Linked DNA regions of Bos taurus: region 1 is linked to region 2. Evidence: chromatin contacts called from public Hi-C data. All regions are on one chromosome and are shown on one strand. The core of a region is the stretch at or near the end of the contact, and the rest is flanking DNA. Distances in the headings are between cores, read along the strand shown. Region 1 overlaps GRK3 (G protein-coupled receptor kinase 3). Region 2 has its middle 15 kb from the start of CRYBB2.

Region 1 (7,726 bases), core at 2,228-4,727, 170 kb before region 2:
CCGTCACCCTCGACCAGATTTGAAGGCCATTTCTTCCATAAGGATAGTGTTAAAGAAAACTACAGATACCTCACAAGCTAACACTGACTCTATAAAGAAACCCAGGGTGGCCGCTCATCACTTCCAGGGTCCATCGGCAGGCTGGAGCCAGAAGAATTGGGTCTCCTCGCTCTTCTGCATCCCAGTCATTTTGACTTTTTTTTCTTTAGTTTTGGTCTTGATTTTTCCGTATCTTTCTCTTATTGTCTGTTAGCAAATCTTGTTATCTGCCTTGGCATCTATTTCCATTATTTTAAGAAAGCATTTTCTTATACTAGTTGTAATAGAATGAGATAGGAAAATTATAATGAGAATAAAAACGGTTTTTGACTTTCTTACCATGGTGAGAGTCATTCGGTCTATCTCATGCTTATCTTTGGTTTTATGTTGTCTGAAAGGGCTGTGACTGTAGAAACAAAGAAAATTATATTACTAGATGGTTTTGGGTAACAGCAAATACTGCTGACTAATATTTGAACAAACTATTATGTTCTGCCACTGCTCATTCAAAACTGCAGGAACACAAAAGCCATAAACAAAGACCATTTCCAGAGGAAACCTGATGATCAGGTTGACAGTCAGACGTATTAGGTCCTGAATGAGCAAGGCTGATGTTTACTTGAACTCTTGATACTCACGTCAATGAAGTCATGCTACCAGAATAAACTTTAGCAAATACATTCCAAATGACAATTTAAAATATCACTTGGAAAAAAAATCAGCCAACAGGTTTTTATGAAAATGAAAGTCATACACATGACATCTGTCACATCAGTGTTTGAGATAATAGTAACGTTCATACAGTTTTTTTTAGAAAAAATGGATGAGTCCCTCAAACAATGGAAAGAGCTGCCATTGAACCAAAATACAAAATGAAGACACTTTCCTGCCCCAGAACCCAGTAATTTTAAGAAATTCATTCCTTTGGTGATAAGAGATACAAACCAACCCTGTGCTCCCAGACCCTCCAGGGTTCTGAGAACTGCTCACTCATGTTCTAACTTACAAACGGCTCCAGATCTAAGAGTCAGAAACCCCGGGCTCACGCTGTGACTTGGCTATTGGCTGCAAGTCATTCATGGAAACCTCGTCTCAGTCTCTTCATCTGTGCGTGGCATAACGCCACAAGCATCACCAGAACGGTGAAAGGAACGACTAAAATAATGCGTACACCAGCGGCTGAGACAACGGAGGACACGGCGGGCAACCGATAGGCATATGTGACCAATGAATCTAACTTTACAAAATAAACGTCTCCTTGTAAAGACACTATTCTCACTCTTGATTGTGTTTTTAAAGTGCTGAAGCTAAAGTTAATCTTAGATATTGCTTATACACGGACTCTGAAATACGCACAAATGAACTTATCTACGACACAGACACCAGCTCACAGACCTAGAGAACAGACCGGCCGTTGCCAAGGCGGAGGGGCTGGGGAGAGGGGAGGACTGGGAGCCTGGCATTAACAGCTGCAAACTCCTGTGTACAGAATGGGTGAACAAGGTCCCGCTGCACAGCACAGGAACAACCAATATCCCACGACAAACCATAATGGAAAAGAGCAGGAAAAACACACGTAAAACTGAATCACTTTGCTGTACAGTAGAAATTAGCACAACACTATAAATCAACGATGCTTCAATAAAATATTTTTTAAAACAAAGATGCTCCGAGCATTAAAAGAGACCAGTAAACGTACAAACTAGGAAACCGTGGCCTTATTCACTTACTTGAAAATTAAAGAAGGGACATACGCGATAGGGTTTCCTGGTGGTAAAGACATGCCTGTTAAACGACCAGTCCTACGGATTTATTTGGGCCTTCCCTGGAGGCTCAGACAGTAAAGAATCTGCCTGCAGTGCAGGAGACCCTGGTTCTAACCCTGGGTTGGGAAGATCTCCTGAGGAAGAGAATGGCAGCATTCTTGCCTGGAGAATTCCATGGACAGAGGAGTCTGCTGGGCTACAGTCCACAGGGTTGTGAAGAATCAGATACGCCTGGGCAACTAACACTTTGACTTTTCACTTTCATAGGTTTATTTATAAGGCATATAAACCATAAGCTGAGGCAAGATATTACAAAAGAGTTCTATAAAACAGAATAGGATGTTGAATACATAACTCAGTGTGATTTAGAAAAAAAAACTAATTAAAACTGCACCCACCCTTGCAATCCACTTACTGCTCTGAATTAGGTGAACTACGCACCGCACCATCTCTTGAAGAGATGATTCCACTTTAGAGTATTTATTATTTAAATATTTCAGTTTTCATTTTGCACGAGAGGGGGCACTGTAACGCTTATTTTCTTTCTTATGCGATGAAAAACACATTAATTTCCATCTCTTGAAAGCTTTCATTTGGGGGGGGAATCTAAATAAGGTGAATCAGTAAACATGCGTTAATTTTTCAAACAGATTTTGGTTGGAAATATTCTTTGCACCCTAAATGTTTCCAAGGAGAAAAAAAATGTAAAATTACTGCAATTAAAAAGCAAACGGGATAGAATAACAAATAATGTTATTTATGAGACATTATAATTTCTGAAAACTTGACTTGTATCACTTTCTTTTTCAGATTTATTTTTGGCAGTGCTGGGCCTTTGCTGCTGGGTGGACTTTCTCCAGTTGCGGTGAGCCGGGGCCACTCTAGTCTCGACGAGCGGGGGCCACTCTCTTCATTGCAGTGCGTGGGCTTCTCACTGAGCGGCTTTCTCCAGTTGCGGTGAGCGGGGGCCCGCTCTCCACTTGTGATGGGCGGGGCCACTCTCCACTTGTGACGGGCGGGGCCACTGTCTTCATCGCGGTGCGCGGGCTTCTCTCCGCAGCGGCTTCTCTTGCTGTGGAGCACGGGCTCTAAATGCGTGGGCTTAGTTGCCGCGGTGCATGTGGATCTTAGTTCCTTGACCAGGGATTGAACGTGTGTCCCCTGCAGCCAAATTCTTAACCCCTGGACCATCAGGTAAGCTCTGGCTTGTATCACTCTTGTATGCAAAACACACAGAGATGTGAACATGTTCATGGTTCAAGAGAAAAGGAATACAGACAGCAGTGCTTACTAAGCCCTCAGTCCGTCTGCATGACACGACCGTTGCCACTCCCCAGGGGAGTGCCTTCACATGTAAAAGAGGATGTGGGAAGGTCTCCCCTGTTTGGCAAATCCTCCTGCTCTGGCTCCTGCGTGAAAAGCTGCTCTTGACCCTTGTGCGATGCCGGAAGCAGAGGGCTGTGCCCCACACTTGCAGAGAAGGACGGCTATGTTCTGACAGGGATGCTCTGTGCTAAATTTAAAAACTCTTTCATGAGACCCAAGGGAGGGCTTTGCGAGGGGACTGGAGTTAAAGTTAGTGGTGCCAAAAACATTCCCAGCACATGCGCACGGTCGCTACAAACCCTGTTTGATAAATATAGCTCTCTGTGTCTGACTCAATAAGAGACGATCGGAAATGCTTGTCGGCTCTCAGGCTCTGGGGTGTCGTGTGGAGAGGGTTTGGTCTTTCAAGGCCTGATGCGCATCTGTTTCCAATGGCTTCTTGATTATTCTTTGTGAACAAAACCCAAGATTCCATTTCTGTTTTGGAAAATGTTAAAGAAAACCTCCGATAGTAATGATCTCCATTCTGAGGGAGGCACGTGGGGCCCACAGATCCTGTGTGATCACAGCTGCTCCCAGACGCAGCCGCTTTAAATAGGAGATGGTAACGGGTCTGTCAACAGCTTGCGACACCAGCCAAGCCCTCATGCAACATTCGGGCTGCATCGAAGGACGTTGTGGAAACAGGATTCGCATGTGCAGTGGTCAGATGTGGCTTTGGAATTACAAGAGAGAGTGTGAGAGCTGCGAATTTCCCCCAGATGAGTTGGGAAATCGTTCAAGACATGACAAACGATGGGGAAACATACAGAGACACACACACGACACATCATATTCACAGTGAAACCGGAGCTCAGAAACAATCCATTTATAAACACAAGTGATTAAAAAGTCTTACATCAAAAATTAATTTTAGAATACCGAAAAGACGGCATGCAACATCAAATGTGAGTTTTGAACCTAAGCCAACAGCTGCCAAAATATTTATAAACATTCCTTTTTTCCCGAGAGGAACAAACTCAGTAACCTCACACAAAGCTCTGCTCTCCCCAGACCACCCCCGGGGCTCTCTCCTCGTGTCTGACAATCAGTGGAGACAAGTTTAAGATCAAGGCTGTGGTCACACCAATTCTTTCTCTTAACAGATATCTAAACTAAACTCTAGCTCGAGGATCGTGACCACAATTCTACATATTTGCAACATCTTTGTACACGGATGCTCTCCCATATCTGACAGTCAGCTGAAGTGGAAACAGTGACCCCACCCAACACATGGTCCAGGGACTCAAACACATTCTCCAGCTTCAACAGCATCCTCACATCCAGGTTCCTACTTGCACCCTGTGGAATCCTTCGAGGGCGTCACGACAGAATGAGAGGTGCAGAGAAATGTTTCAGCCAAGGTGATGGGGCACACTGGTCAGTGCGGGAAGTATCTGATCACAGAAAACAGAAGCAAAAAGACCCTTGGTGACCCCTGATCACCATCACTGCACAGACACGGGAAGGATGGGAAGAGACTGGTCTGCTGTGGAGTTCCTCCTCCTCAGCTGCGTGACCCTTCGTGGGGGCAGTGGGGGTGTCCTCTGCAGCACCCCTGGCCTCGACCTGCCAGATACCAGAAGGAGCCCCTCCCCTAGTTGGCACCACCAAAAATGTCCCCAAGCGTTGCCAGGAGCTCCTGGGGTTGAGGACGAGAGCTGGGGAGGGCCCGGCACGGCGTCTGGTTTGCTCCGTGAGGACTGCCCCTGCTGCAGCTTCAGTGTGACTACCAGAAGCACTGCGCCCAGCTCTCTGAAGCTGTCCACGTGAGACGCCATTTCTAGCTGCCACCATTCTCATCTCTTGTCATCCATCCATCCCATCCCCACTACCATCCTCTGGACGTCTTCCTGTCGGCCTAGACTCCCCTCCACAGGGGTCACATCAACTGCGATGCTTTAACCAAACCTGATCAAGGACGTCACAGAGGAAGTAGCACCTTCCAACTCAGTCCCACAGACCTGAACCGTGACCAAGGAAGACGGAATTCACTTTTTCAGCCACAAATACATTGTTGGCATAGAATTAACGACTAGATCTATCCTTAAATCTTATAAAAACAGGAATATATGCCAGACTGTCCCTAGTCTATACGTGTGGACATTATCATAGACAAAACAACAACATTAGACAGAAATCAATAAACAAAGCCCTAAACCAAGGCTCTGCCATATTTCACGACCGACTCTCACATCCTGAGTTCACACACAACAGTTCTGCTGTTGTGCAGTTTTTTTAAATTGTCTCATGATTCTGTAACTGTGGCTTCTGACCTCTGACTGCTCCCCCCACAACCAGAGGAGACCTGAGTGAAGACAGTGTGTTTGGATGCGCTCACCGCGCACGCAGGGACCCCGCCGGCCGGGGAAACTTCTCGGGTGGAAAGCGGTTTTCTCTGGTCTGCTTTGCAGAAACTCTCTAATTAGGTCAGCTAGTCTGATTACATGAATTAAGGCCCTCCAGGCTCCACAAACACAATAATTCAATTAAGAACCAACAGGACCTGAATCTCTGAGCAGTAATATAATTTCAGTTCCCAAGTGAGGCAGTGAGCAGAGAACAACTAGATTACCCGAGTCCTGGGGAAGCAGCCACGGTGCCTGGAACCTGGTCTGGGGGGAAGACAGGGAATCCAGCTTCTTTCCAGATTGTGTTAAATAACAACTTATGGAAAAACATGAACAAACTTTTTGGCCAACCCAATATAAGAAGAACATGCTGTGATGCTCAGTAAGGCTTTCCGGGAAAAATGTGGCCAGTTGAGTAAACTACCAGGCCTGTGTGTTCACAGGGGAAATGTAACAGGGAGAATCCTGACCAGGAAATTTTAATATAAACTGCTTTTTTGTGGTACCTCTATGAATGGAGAATAATCAAAAACACATCGTAAACACTTACACTCTATTAAAATTGACTCAAGACTCTTAAAACTAATGGAATGTTAACATAATTTGTAAATGTTCAATGTGAGAACATATCTCGAGAGCACTTTCACTCCATCCTCTTTCCACTGTATTTCATCATCTCTGGCAGTTTACACCGAAGGGACAAGTATAGCACAAGTGAAAAGCACAGAATTGCACAATTTTATCTTTATGTTTTTAAAAACTGCAAATTTCAGCATGTTCACAAACAAATGCGCACTTTTAACACAGGTTCACTTTGGGTCTTCACCCTCTTGTGTAAGAAATGCTTTAAGCTCACAAGACAATCATGAGTAATTCATTTCTAGGGAAAAGAAATTCTCCTACCCTCTTCAATTATCTATATTTAAAAATAGCATTCATTCCCCAAATAAGGCGTAACAATGGAAACAGTCCAACACAGTCTTATTTTACGTCTAAACGTGCTGGAATTTCTTCCTGGAGTGGGACAAAAATACCCAAAGCTTACGGGAAGGAAACTCATTTTTACGGGCAGAAAGAGCTGTGAGCATTGCCTGGATCACTGTGTGGCTTGAAGATCGCTATGTGGTCTATACAGATACTAGCACCTAATAACACATAAACATTTCTTATCCTGACCCAAGGGCACGCCGCGGTGAGGGACTCAAGGGACACATGCCACTCACCCTCTCAGAAGTTTGAAAAGCATACAGCCCAGGGAGAACCAGTCGGCACTGCTGTCGTAGGCGGTCCCCTTCTGCAGAACTTCGGGCGCCATGTACCCGTGGGTGCCCCTGGGGAGAAGAAGGGCGCATGCAGTCAGCAGCGTGTTCCCGCTCACAGACTATTCCAGCTCGCCCAGAGGCCAGGGCGCCATTCATCAAACAGCAGCGAGGCCAACAAGGGGGAGGGGACACCGGCGCTTCCATCACGCTTCCATCGGGTGCTTGGCGAACACCCAATAGGAAGACGATCTTTCCTTCATTAAAATAGGAATGAATATTAATAAATTACCATATGAGATAAACGTGAGCCATGTGCATGCTCTGGGCATGCTCCATGGTCTGGGAGGTGAGATCTGAATCTTGTGAGCCTTCCCCACTACAGCAAGGGGGAGCCAAGGGTCTCCTGCCTACTGGAGAGCTTTTGTGTAGAGACATGTGTGGCTGGGGAGGTGGTGATGAACGGGTGACCACACCGCAGTGTTCCGGACCTGGAAGCGATGGGGACAGGTTAGTGCCCATCCCCATCTGTGAGGACAGGTGACCAAACTGCAACACCCTGGACGTGAAGTGATGGGATCGGGCACTCCTGTGAGGACAGGTGACCGCACTGCAGCACTCTGCATCTGGAAGCAATGAGGACAGGTTAGCCTGTCCCCATCTGTGAGGACAGGTGATCTGTGAGGACAGGTGACCGCACCGCAGCGCTCTGCATCTGGAAGCAATGAGGACAGGTTAGCCTGTCCCCATCTGTGAGGACAGGTGATCTGTGAGGACAGGTGACCACACCGCAGTGCTCTGCATCTGGAAGCAATGAGGACAGGTTAGCCTGTTCCCATCTGTGAGGACAGGTGACCGCACCGCAGCACTCTGGATCTGGAAGCAATGAGGACAGGTTAGTCCATCCCCATCTGTGAGGACAGGTGACCGCACCACAGCACTCTGC
Region 2 (7,093 bases), core at 3,550-6,049:
ACTCTTTATATCAGTTCCACTGTGCGGCAAGAACACAGAGGGTGGCCAAGCTACAGGTCTAGGCTGGGGGTGAGTGAGGGAAGGCGGAGAGGGGCATCCAGGGATCTCAGGAGGAGGCAGGAGGGCCCTGGAGATCTACAATAACAGCCACAGGGAGCCAACGCAGGGGCGCTGCCTGAAGAACGTCCATTCATTCTGACATGCTGTGCGATCTACAGAAAGATTCTCTACCTCTCTGAGCCTCAGTCTCTTTGTCTGTCCAAAAGGAAAATAACACGTGCCCAAACAACCTTGTGAGGGTGACAAAACGGAAGTGATGAAAACAAAAGCGGATCTTTGCTGAGTTGTCTATTATAGAGCGTGCATCATCTCATGCAATCTTTATGACACCTCGTTTTATGGATGAGAGAGGAGAGACCCAGAGAAGTTGACTGACTTGTCTAAAGCCACACAGCCTGGAGGAGGAAGCTGTTACATAACTCCATGCACACTTTGTCCTAAGCTCAGTTTACAACAGCATGAAATTTCAAACACTTACATGACACTACCCTGCTCCAAGAGCTTCACCAATTATTAATTCACATTAATTAATATATCAATCATTCACAACACCCCTGTAAGGTAGGTACTGCTATTATGCCTATTTTTATGAATAAGGAAATGAGGGTTATTTAGGCTCAGTTGCAGTGTTCTTGCTCTCAGCACAAAGAGTCATAGGGCCACTCCAAGAGAGGTTAATGCAGCTTAGTTTATAGTAAACCAGATCAGAAGAACATAGATCGATACCCATCAATACTGGATGGGATGAGTGACTTGTATTATGTCTGTACCACAGCACATTCCCTACCTGTTAAGAAGCATGGTATAAACCTGCTACCTGTTAACATCGTGAATAAGTCCCAGAAGCATGATATTGAGAGGCGAGTTTAAGTCATGAAAGCATACACTGAATATAATGTTTATATCAAGTCTGGAAACTAGACTAAGCATAGTGTATGAATAGTCCCATGGGGAGTAAAAGTCAAAAAATAAATCAGGATACAGTGGTCACCTTAAGGCAAAAGCAGGAAGGAGACGGACTCAGGAGGACACTGCTGCACCATATCGTGTGCGTGGTCAGTCACTCAGTCGTGTCCAGCTCTTTGCAGTTCCAAGGACCTACGTAGTGCATCAAGCTCCTCTGTCCATGGAATTTTCCAGGCAAGAATACTGGAGTGGGTTGCCATTTCCTTCTCCAGGGGATCTTCGCCACCCAGGGATTGAACCCACGTCTCCTGCATCGTAGGCAGACTCTTTATTGACTGAGCCACCAGGGAAGCCCACTGTACCGTATTAATAACATTTTATTTCTTATTTTAAAATGTCAGAAGAAACAAACAAATGTGCTTTGAAAAGTTTAACGGCCCTGGACCACATGGAACACTGCAAGCAGATGGGAGAATGCCTAAGGGCCCCTCACAGGGAGTGGGTGCACTGATGTTTCCCTCCATCCTTCACCCCACCCCAACAAGGCAGGCAGCTGCCCTCTCTTGTCGGTCCAGTCTCTCCGTTTTCCCCAGCTTCACACCAGCCAGAGAAGTGCTCTCTACTGCCAATCGAGGACCAAGCCACTCCCTTGCTCAGAGCCCCTCAGGGCCCTCCAAGGGCCATCTAGGGGAAGTCTGAAGGGCTGCCTCCAAAACCTTGGAAGACGGTCAACTCCCTCCTCCCCTCTTGTCATGGTTGAGTGTCTGTTCACAACTCACTTGTAAAACCGAAGGTAAACTTCAGCCCTTTTCATTCAAAACCAGATCACAGTCACCTTTTGTTTGGATAAAACAAAAGGACGCAATGGCCCTGTCCTCTCATTTAGGCCTCAGATCTCCCTCTGTTTCATCTGTACCTCTTGCCCTCTCTACTCTCCTCCCCGCAAGGCTTCAAGACCAAAAGATGGTAGGCAGCAAACACACCCCAGATTCCTTCCACTGCCTCTTCCCAGAATCACCAGAAAGATGCAAGAAGGTTGAGGTGTGTGTGCGTGTGCACGCGGACACAGGTGCCCACACACGGTACACATTAAAAAATAAAACTCTAAAATTCTTTTCCTGTTTATGACTCCATATCTGTTTTTAATAGAGTTGCTATGTACAATATATGTCAGATATATATCTATGTACATATGAAATGCCAAGACATTTTTGCGTACATATTTTAGACACCCAAGGCTTTCTGCTTGCCAGTAGCAAAGCCCCTGCCTCCAGACCTCAGTTTTCCCATCTGTGACGTGGCAGACTTGCTGCCCCCACCCCCCACTTGCAGCTCTGACAGTTTATCTGAATTTATCTCATACACGGCAAGGAGAAAACACCTATTGTGCATGCTCCTGCTGCTGCTAAGTCGCTCAGTCGTGTCTGACCCTGTGCGACCCCCTGGACTGCAGCCCACCAGGCTCCTCCGTCCGTGGGGTTTTCCAGGCAAGAGCACTGGGGTGGGAGCTGCTGCCGGCTCCCTACTGTGCATAGTTTATCCTAACTGCTGCCCTCCCTGTCTGCACCCTGGCCTGAAATCCCATCCTCTATGACCTCACCCACTGTCCTCTTTAAAAATAAACTTGCCCATGCCCCAGGATAAGGATCCCTAGTTCTCAGCGTGGGGGTCTGCACCCCAGGAGATGGTTGGCTGTTTGGAGTCACAACTCGAGGGTGTTACTGACGTCTACTGGACAGAGGCCAGCAGCGCAGCAAACAACTTGTAACGCACAGGACGGGCCCACGCTCAGCCGCTCAGTCTTGTCCGACTCCTTGTGGCCCCCAGACTCTGGCCCATCGCACTCCTCTAACAATGGAATTTTCCAGGCAAGAATACCAGAATGAGGTACCGTTTCCTACTCCAGGAGATCTTCCCAACCCAGGGATTGAACCTGCATCTTCTGCATTGGCAAGCAGATTCATTACGACAGAGCCACCTGAGAAGGCCCCAGTCGGTCCCAGGACCCACATCAGGAGAGCTAAGGTTCAGAGGCCTGCCCTAGACTGAAGGCAATGGTTGAGTATTTTTTTTATCCTCTCTAGAGGGCGGGTCCCCAGTCTCCAGGGTCCCTGATGATCTGAGGGGGAGCTGCTGTAACCATAACACAAATAAAGAACGATAAATGTAATGCACTTGAATCATCCTGAAACCACCCCCCGCCCAGTCAATGGAAAAACTGTATTCCATGAAACCAGTCCCTGGTGCCAGAAAGGTTAGGGACTGCTGCTCTAGAACCGGAAGTTTAAAAGAGACAAACACCTTTGTTCCTGAGCAGCTAGACACTGGGCTCTGAATCTGAACTCTTTGCTTCAGAGGACCTGTCGCTGAACAAGTCACATGCACTCTGTTTTCAGATAAGAACGTTAAGGCCACAGAGCTGTGAAGAGGCAGGGCTCGATCTCACCCTCTGATGGGTTCTGGAGTCTGTGCTCTGGAAGGACTCGTGGGGGATGGTCACCACTTCAAGGAGGAGGGGAAGGAGGGATCCTTCCCAGCTCAGGGAGCAAGACGAGCTTTGCACCCCGCTGCTTGACCTTCCCAGACTGCCAGTCTTCACCTGGACATGACCAGTTTTAAGGAGGTTGTCTTCTTGGCCACACCTGATCTCTGGGCTGGGCCACCCATTCATTCCTTCCTCCTTCCTTCATGCATTCAATATTTATCAAGCCTCAACTGTGTGCGGGCTCTTGAATATAGAATGCAAATCCGACCTCCTCCCTGCTCTTAGGGGAGACTTCAGTCTAAGATGGAATGAAATGAAGTAAGGAATAAAAGAAAGGTAAAACCACACCGTGCTTAGGCCTTCGTTAGACAGATGAGGGACTTTCCCAGCAGCACAGAGAATAAGAATCTGCCTGCCAAAGCAGGGGACATGGGTTCGATCCCTGGCCTGGGAAGATCCCACAGGCCATGGAGCAATTAAGCGTGTGAGCCACAGCTACTGAAGCCCACCTCTTGGGCCTGGGCTCCTCAACAAGAGAAGCCACTGCGGTAAGAAGCCCGTACACCATAACAAACAGTAATCCCTGCTCACTACAAGGACAGAAAGCCCACGCAGGGCAACAAAACCCAGCGCAGCCAAAAATAAATAATTTTTTTAATTAAAAAAAAAAAAAACCACCAGACTAGCTCTCAGCGCTTTTGTGAGTCATGATTAGGGTCTTTATCTGGAGGGCGACAGGGGCCCATGGCAGGTTTAAGCAGGAGAATGTCACAATTGGGGCTGCATTTTTGAGTGGATTCCCTCTGCTGTGTAGAGATGGGGCTGACCGGGCAGAAGGAACGCAGAGGGACCTGTGAGGAGGCTGTTGGGATTATGTGAACAGGAGAGGATGCGCTTGGATCCGGGAATTAGTGAGTAGTGGGTGCTGCTGCTGCTGCTGCTAAGTCACTTCAGTCGTGTCCGACTCTGTGCGACCCCATAGACGGCAGCCACCAGGTTCCCCCGTCCCTGGGATTCTCCAGGCAAGAACACTGGAGTGGGTTGCATTTAACAGAAATTCAAGAGGTCAAAGGGTGATGGAAATTCAGGAGACCAACCCTGGGACATCACATACCTGTTTCGTTTCTAGCATCTCCTCAGGGCAGCTCTGCCAAAGCTTCCTGATGCCCAAGTCCGAAGCCCATCAACTCCCCTCTTCCCTACGGGACCAAACGTTTGCTTTTAGGAGGACATTGCTGCGGCTCTGAGGTGGGCCTGACCTCCAGCCCAGGTTCCCGGCACCGCCTGTCCAGAGGAGCCCTGTGAAACGCCGCCCAGCCCCGTCAGCTGGCATCAAAGGCCCCAGTGAGGAGGAGGCATGGGAAGGGCTATTTTAGGCTCCTTATTTTTAAAGCAGGAGTCAGGGCGCTCCTCCCCTTAGCATCTCCAGGACTGGAAGCTTCCATGGGCACCCCCGACCTCCCACCAGCCCAACACCAGAGAGAGACAGGAATGGCTGCAGGGCTGCACAGTGACCACGGGCAGTCAGAAAAGGGTCCCTCAGAATGGCTGGTGAGGGGTTCGGAGCATGGAGGTTCAAAGGCAGCCAGAGTCCTGGGTTCCGACACCAGCTTTTTCACTTTCTCTTGCTTTTAAAAGTGGCCTTGGGCAAGTCATTCCCTCCGCTGCGACACTCAGTTACTCCTCTGTAAAACAGGAACCACCCACCTGACCTGTAACAACCTGTAGCTGCCCTGCACACTGTTTCCAATCAGAGCTCGGGGTGGGGTGGGGTGGGGGGCAGCCCTGAGGACGATGCTCTGTTGCCACCTTGTGGCTGAAAGGGGAAGTGTCGCCTGGAGGCCGGAAAGGAGAAGCCGCGTGGGGCTCTGAGAGGATAAAGGGAGAGGTCCACGCGGAAGGAGGGGGAGGGTGAGGGACAGCGCACAGCCCCCCTGTGACAGACGGACGAAGAGGGGGAGGAGGATGAAGGGAAAGACAGGGATTGAATGGGGAGACAGAGATAAAGGGAAAAAAGGAAAAAAACAGAGAGTTAAAAGACAAAGATGGAGAAAGAAGCAGAGGCACCAGCAAAAATAAATACAGGTCCCAAGAGAGACCTGTGGCCCAGTGGCTAAGATCCTATTTCCAAATAAAGTCTCATTCTGAGGTATCAGGGGTTAAGGCTTCAACATATGAACTTTGAGGGAGGAAAACAATTCAACTCATAATCACCACCATGATTCACACCATAACCACCACCAGCTACTTCCATCCCCCGGGAGAGGAACCTGTCTGCGGCAGGGGCTGTGCCCGCCTGCCTTTGTAGCCCCTACTCTGCCCATTCCGGGAACAAAACAGGTACTCGGTGACTGTTGGGTGAAGACCGAATGAACAAATCGAAGCCGGCAACATTTATTAGTTCCCACCTTCATGGTAATTAATCTCTTTAGCTCATTCAATAGGGTTTCCCATTTTTCTAGATTTGAGGAAATTATTTTATATGGAGATATAAAGGGGCAGGCTTATCTAAAATGTCCTTGAAGAAGAAGGATGATTTAGGGCAAAGGGTAGGACAGAACTGAGCACGCACGCACACATATGCACATGCACACTGCAAGATTTATTACACAGCAATGGCTATTAACATAACACCGTAAGAACAGAGATGCACAAACAGAATAGGAACAGGAGAAAAAGAGCCCATAAACACATCCCCTGTATATGTGACGATTTACTACGGAACAGAGAGGCAGCTTTGTGCCACAGTGAGGGGAAAATGGACTTCTCAATAAATTACTCCAGGACAACAGTGATCCAAAGCGGGGGAAAAAGAGATCAAAAATGAACAATTAGGCCCCTGCCACATACTATACACAAAAATCAACTCCAGGACAACTGAGAGCTTAAATGGGAAAACTTTAAAACCTGTAGGGAAAAACTTTGGAGAATATATTCATGACAAATGGGGCAAGAATTTCTTAAAGAAGACACGGGAGGCATGGCAGATACAAACCATAAAGGTGCAGACCGATGTTAAATCACATCAAAATTCAAAACTACACATCAAAAGACAGCAAAGACAAAGGAAAAAGAAGCTGCTCTCTGGGAGCGGGTATTTGTACTACAGAAGACCAACCAGTGTTTAACATTTATATAGACGGTGCCTGGATTATCTCGTCATTCTTGCTATAACCCTGTTAGGGAGACACTATTTTCCCCCTGTTTTTCCAAGTAGGAAGGCTCTGAGGTCCCATGACTGGGCAGGGCTCCAGAACAGCCAAGTGAATCCAGACTCATAAGATGCAGGAACCCAGCCCTCAGCTGCTACACTAAGTGACCACCCCAACCAGGGCATGAACAAAGGGACCACAGAACACACACACACACAGACGGGTCTCCATGACCTCTCTCCGGGATGGGGGTGGGCGTTACAGGGTTTGGGGCTCCTCTGGGCAGATTTAAATAAACTCCCAGTTTCAAGGTGATAAGGCAACTCTGTGGGAACAGCAGGCAGTGGGTACCTTTTTAGGGTCCGGAGCAACTATCACGTGCCCTGAATGACTGTGCTTGGCAACCACACAAGGACGACTCAGAGGTCAGCCAAGCCAGTCACTGGGGGGGCAAAGGGGGCCGTAAGTCAGGTGAAGAAGCAGAGGCTCA

Evidence for each region. Hi-C and Micro-C count contacts between places; a contact is called where the count stands out from the background.
Region 1: a Hi-C map of skeletal muscle shows a contact between it and region 2, with 2.9 times the contacts expected there. The contact joins two enhancer-like sites. A contact is called at or near these places in 2 of 11 Hi-C or Micro-C datasets (liver and skeletal muscle).

What each region holds. Positions count from the first base shown.
Region 1 is chr17:65,484,757-65,492,482 of ARS-UCD2.0, reverse strand. GRK3 (G protein-coupled receptor kinase 3) reads right to left here. Exons shown (of 21, transcript NM_174500.2): 13 at 6,745-6,852; 14 at 379-445. Among named protein-coding and RNA genes, the nearest start is that of MYO18B, 26 kb to the left of the region's middle. Within about 2 kb of position 3,477, at least 17 of the 102 cell types and tissues checked have an H3K27ac peak or open chromatin away from gene starts, as enhancers often do. A contact at or near this core is called in skeletal muscle, where this site is marked.
Region 2 is chr17:65,318,792-65,325,884 of ARS-UCD2.0, reverse strand. No RefSeq gene overlaps it. Among named protein-coding and RNA genes, the nearest start is that of CRYBB2, 15 kb to the right of the region's middle. Within about 2 kb of position 4,799, at least 8 of the 102 cell types and tissues checked have an H3K27ac peak or open chromatin away from gene starts, as enhancers often do. A contact at or near this core is called in skeletal muscle, where this site is marked.